Regions from separate parts of the Capsicum annuum genome. Here region 1 is linked to region 2. The links are chromatin contacts, called in public Hi-C maps. All regions are on one chromosome and are shown on one strand. Each heading gives the region's core, a stretch centred on a gene start, on an enhancer-like site or on the middle of the called end of the contact. The rest is flanking DNA. Distances are from core to core; before and after follow the strand shown.

The links. Hi-C and Micro-C count contacts between places; a contact is called where the count stands out from the background.
Region 1: a Hi-C map of leaf shows a contact between it and region 2, with 2.6 times the contacts expected there. The contact joins the enhancer-like site here to the promoter of LOC107863844 in region 2. A contact is called at or near these places in 3 of 5 Hi-C or Micro-C datasets (bud, leaf and placenta).

The regions. Positions count from the first base shown.
Region 1 is chr3:53,468,781-53,471,480 of UCD10Xv1.1, forward strand. No RefSeq gene overlaps it. Among protein-coding and RNA genes, the nearest start is that of LOC124897380, 61 kb to the right of the region's middle. Within about 2 kb of position 1,356, at least 4 of the 5 cell types and tissues checked have an H3K27ac peak or open chromatin away from gene starts, as enhancers often do. A contact at or near this core is called in bud and leaf, where this site is marked.
Region 2 is chr3:53,339,621-53,342,499 of UCD10Xv1.1, forward strand. LOC107863844 (auxin-induced protein 22D) reads right to left here and starts at 1,427. Exons shown (of 3, transcript XM_016710004.2): 1 at 629-1,427; 2 at 315-520; 3 at 1-197. The coding sequence starts at 843. The coding sequence ends at 25.

The sequences.
Region 1 (2,700 bases), core at 106-2,605, 130 kb after region 2:
AACACCACTGGGCTATCTAAGTGTCTTGTTTTATGCGGTTCAACATTAATATACGTATATAAATATACATTTTCTATCTTATATATATACAACGTCATTTTTTACCGAAAGGGTTCGGGTGAATCCCATGGCAACCACGTAGGTCCGCCCCTCGTTAATTTAATAATGTTAATTTAATAAAATTTTAATTATGTTAATTTGATAACGTTAATTTAATATACTACTACTACTATCCTTAATAACGTTTTATTAAAACTATAATTTTTATTATTATTAGTATAGGTTCATCTTTAATTTAATATTTAAATAAATAATATTTAGATATATTAAATAACTTAAATTCATCCTCTGTTTTAGTAATATATATACATATCCGCTTGATTTTTTCGTATGAGGCTAATCCGCCTAATTTATAAATCTTCAATATTGCTCTTTTTCCGCAATGACAAAAGAAATTAGATGTCATTTTCATCTTTGAGCCGAAATAATGAAAAAATAATAGTGAAGAGTCATTTAAAGGTCATATTTGTGCAGTTTTGAATAGTTAAAGTTCATATTTATGCACTGTCAAAGTTTAAGGTCATATTTATGTATTATGCCCTTAGATTTTAAGCTGGATGCGCTCAGTTTTGCGTGTTGAATACGCGTTTTTTCACGTAGGATTAGAGGTCATATTTGTACAGTTTAAAGGTCATATTTGTGCACTGTCAAAATTTTAAGTCAAAGTTATAATTTAATGTCAAGTTTAGAGTCATTTTTACGTATTAACTCTTTAATTTATTATGTCAAAATTTTTACTTATCCTTTTTGCTAGTTGCTATCCTCTCCTCCATCCATATGCGTATTCATCGTATGAGCAATGGATACATGTCGTGATTCAATGTATGTTTAGTTGCCTTGTATTGGTTTTGTCAAGAGAAATGCATTAAAACCCTTCAAATTTATCTACCCAACTTATTTTAACACTTAAACTTATCTGTTATTTATTTATCCCCTTAACATTTTTAAAATGAATTAATTTAAATCCTAATTCTGACGTGACATTTTAAAAAAAAAAATAAAAAATGCGTGATTTATTTTTTTTTAAAAAATGATCTCACTTTTCTATAATATATATATTCAAATCACACCCTTTTTTCTCCTATATATCCAAATTACACCCTTTCTTATCCTATATATCTAAATCACACCCTTTCTTCTCTAATGCCACCCACCCCTCACCCCACATCCCCGCACCCCTCGCACTCCTTTCTTTTATTTTTTTCTTATACCTTCGCCCCTAACCCACCCCACTCAATCCCTTTTCTCCTTCTTCAAATCCACTATCTCCATTTTTATTAGATTTCATCAATTTTATAAGAAAAAAATGTGTATAAAAAAATTGATTGTTGATGAAAGTTTTGATTTGAATCAACAAACAAATTTGGATGTTTGGATTGGATGCAAGTTTTGATTTGAAGTAGCAACTTGATCTTTATGGATTACGAATTTCATAATCCATAAAGATAAATTTGAATGTTTAGTTTAATCCATAAATTTGAATTTCGAACTTGAATTTGAATGTTTGGTTTGAATTTTGTAAGCTTTGTTTTGTAATTTATTTTTATGGATTCTGGGGTGGGGTACGGGCTGCCAGGGGCGGGGATGGGGGTGGAAGAAGAAAGGGGTGGTGGGGATTGAAGAAGAAAGGGATAGGGGCGGGGTGGGCGGAGGGGAGGGGGTAATATTGTATAATAAATAAATTAGTGGAGTCATTTTTATTAAAATAAATTTTGACGTGGCGCTAATGTGGCGCAAGTGTAATACACTATCCGTAGTGAGAGTGATGTTGTATTTTTAAGGTGGTATATAATCACTTCAAAAAGATTTAGAGGGGTAAATAATTATCCATAAAGTTTAAATATTAAAGTAAGTTATCGGGACAAGTTCGGAGGCTGTTTTGGTAATGTGATATTTGTTTTTTTTTAATATAATTTTGAACAATTTTCATCTAATAGAATTTTTATGATTGAGTAGATTTAATATTTATTTTTAACATAATACTACAACAAGATTTGTCTCATTTCTTAATGTTCCCCATATTATATTTTGCCCTCCAATCCATATTAAATGTGGATTATAAACTTAGTCTCTTTAATTATACGGTCTTATAGTTAAATATTCACTCCGTCTCAACTTATCCGTTTCAAATTTTTTTATTTAATTTTCCATTTTACTTGTCATTTTTTATTAATCAAGAAGAGACATAATTATTTTTTCATATTTTACCCTTTGCATTAATTAATTTTTCTTTAAATTAAAATATAAACATCATTTAATAGGGGCATTATGATAAACTAGCCATGTCATTAATTATTTTTCTTAATTTTATCTCAATTTGGGATGGATAGTTTGAAACAAATGGAGTATTTGTTAAATTGAGTAAATTCCTCATATTATCACTCAACTAAGAAAAATATTTCAATAAAGTCATTTATCTTTTTTTTGTTCCAATAATATCATCGAACTTTATGCATTTTTCTTAAAAATCAATAATCGCTAAAAGTGACTCAAAAGATAAGGGAAAAATGATCACAAAAGTCCCTTAAGTTTGAACGTTGAATTTAAATGATCTTTATTAGTTAACAAGACGAAATATCGATAACCTTTCAACTATAAAACTTAGTGAGTACAATCTTCTTTCAACTTCTAACTGCTCTA
Region 2 (2,879 bases), core at 177-2,676:
TAACTCCTTTTTTTAAGCCTTGTCCTATAGGCATGCTAAACCTTTTGCTTCAGATCCTTTCATTATTCTAAGCCTTCTGCATGAATTGATGAACATCTCCCATGGTACATCTCCAACTAGCATCCAATCACCATCTTTGTCTTCATAAGTTGGTGCATAATCAGATCCATTGTATCCTTCTCTTTCTGAATATACCCCTGAAGTTATTCAACACAAAACATAAGATTTTCGGATCTAACACAAACAAACATATCGAAGTACTATTTAATTTATATTATATACACTGCATGTGTAACGAAATTACTGAAACTTACCAATAGTGCACTTGAACATGTTTTGTAAAGCCTTGAGTAGCTCTGGGTAGCTTTTGTAAATCTTAAGGTCAATTTTTCTCAAATAAGGTGCTCCATCCATACTAACTTTTAAGTACATCCCTAAAGAAGTATCAGATTCTGGTTTCTTGGCTTGTACGATATTCTTCCTGTAAGATCGAACTGGTGGCCAACCAACAACTTGTGCTCTGAAATTATTAAAAAAAAAATCTTGTTAAAACCCGATCTATATAACAATATTCAAATCAACCAAGAAAAAGAGCAAAAAAATGTAAAAATAGTTCAACAACACTTACTTTGGTGCAGGAGGAGCGTACTCTTGTTGTTCATTTTCGGTTACACAAGATGAGTTATTATCATCCATCTCCGATAAAGGTCTTTTTTTGCTATTTTTAGCACTATTTGAGGTAGAAGATTGTTTCTCTGATTCATCTAGTCCAGGCAAACCTAATCTTAATTCAGTTGCCTCAAGATTCAGATCCTTCTCGTAAATCGCTCTTCGTCTTTCCATCTCCAAACAATTTATTTTCCTCCTGTAGTTCTTGAGCGGTCTGCTGTATGTTAACCGATTAGTGATACACTTAAGGAAATTGCAGAGTACTTCTGGTAATGAAGAGTTATTAGTTGTTTTGCAAATTGCAAGTTGTGAATGATGAATAATGAGGAAGGGGGGATTGATAATTTTATATGAAGAGTAAGGCTAGACAATATCTAGGTGAGTTATTCTGTATGTGCATGAATTTCATAGCATGGGAAAATGACTTGCCCACGCCTCTTTGTCAATACGCGCTTAGTTGCAGCCAGTTAAACAGACAATGTGTTGATTACGCACGTTCATTGCGAATTTTGGACACAGGTTACGTTAGTTGGAACACAAATTTTCATGCAACAGCTACTGATGTCCATCATATGACCGGCAATTTTGGGTTGCTTGATGTGTGATGAGGGAACACAAGAGGGACACTCCACACGCCAGTATTCAAAGCTGTGGTCCGGAAAATCGACGCTTAAAGTTGTTGTTATGTGACCAGAAAGTCACCCAGTCAAATTGTAGAAACAGTCTCTCGCTACCTACAATAAACACTTGTACTTCGAGTCTTCCCCAAGCAGCGAGAATTTAGTGCATCAAACTGCCTTTTTTAATTTTAAGATTATAGTCCTAATGATTAATGAATTAGTTTGATCAAATGGAAACATGACTAGCGTTACGTTACATGAACTAGGTTAGGGTATTGTGTATAAGATATAGATATATAGAGATTCACATGTTGCGTGATTACATGCGTAAATTTTGTTCCGTATTATTTATAACTAGTGAAATTGTCCGCACTTCGTACTATTATAAAAGCTCATAAAACATCAATAAGATAAAAGTCCATAAAACATCAATAAGTTTTAAATATAAATTAAATAGAAGAGGTATTTACAATCTCTCTCTCCTATACACACACTCGGACATATAAGTCATTGAATAGAGGAAAACTTTCGATTAGCCGTTAACAAACTTTCAATAACATCATAAGTTACTATTTTAACGAAAAGAAATTTATAAGCTTCCTATAATTAAAAATTCATATAACATAAAAAATAAAGAGAAATTATAGGGAGAACATACAAAAAGATAAATAATGAAACATCATTCTTATGGCCTTAATCATTAAAAGATAAAAGGAAAAAAAAATGAAATCAGTGCACAATCTTTCGAGCTCTTGTCGACACTATTCACTCCCACAAGCCGATCACCATTCAATAGCTTTCATCTTATTAAATAGAGAAAATGGCCACAAGCCCCCCCAACCTTTAACCCAAATCTCAACTACACACTTTTACTTTGCGGAGGTCCTATCACATCCCTGAGCTATTTTAAAGTGGAATAATTACCCCCTGAAAACTGATTCCCAGATGTGTAATGGAAAGTGAGCAACACCACTTGCCATGTAATGCCACGTAATTTCCATGTAATATTATATTTTTATATAAAAAAATTAATTATTATTCTTTATATATATATATATATGTATATATTTTCTTTCCCTTTCCCTTTCCCTTTTTCTTTTTCTTTTTTTTTCCCTCCTCCATACTTTGGAAACGGATTCTGCAATTTCCAAGTCTTAAAATGGCCAAGAGGGCAAAACATCCATTCTTTATCTGATTCATGTTTCCAATAGTTCTTTGTCACTACCCAATTCTTCCCCAGGATTGAATCCTTCCCCTTTCGATTACCCAACTCTTTTGAGGTGTTTTTATGTATCAACCATGTTCTAGTTTTAGCCTTCATTAGTTAAAAGCAGCCCACTTGACTGCTGTATCTGTGCCTTTGTCCTTCAATTTGCCAAACAAAACCATTTCAAGGAAATAGAGAAAATGATTTCGGTATGACACACAACGAAGATGAAACTTGGACATTGGACATGCATCCTTCCTTTAATCCTTTATGATGTTCTGCTTTCCTTAGGAATTAGGAAACATACCTGTTAATAAATAATCAGCACAGCCTATGATAGTAGTGTAGAAATGGCGGGAGCCGTCCACAAATTGTATTTTAGC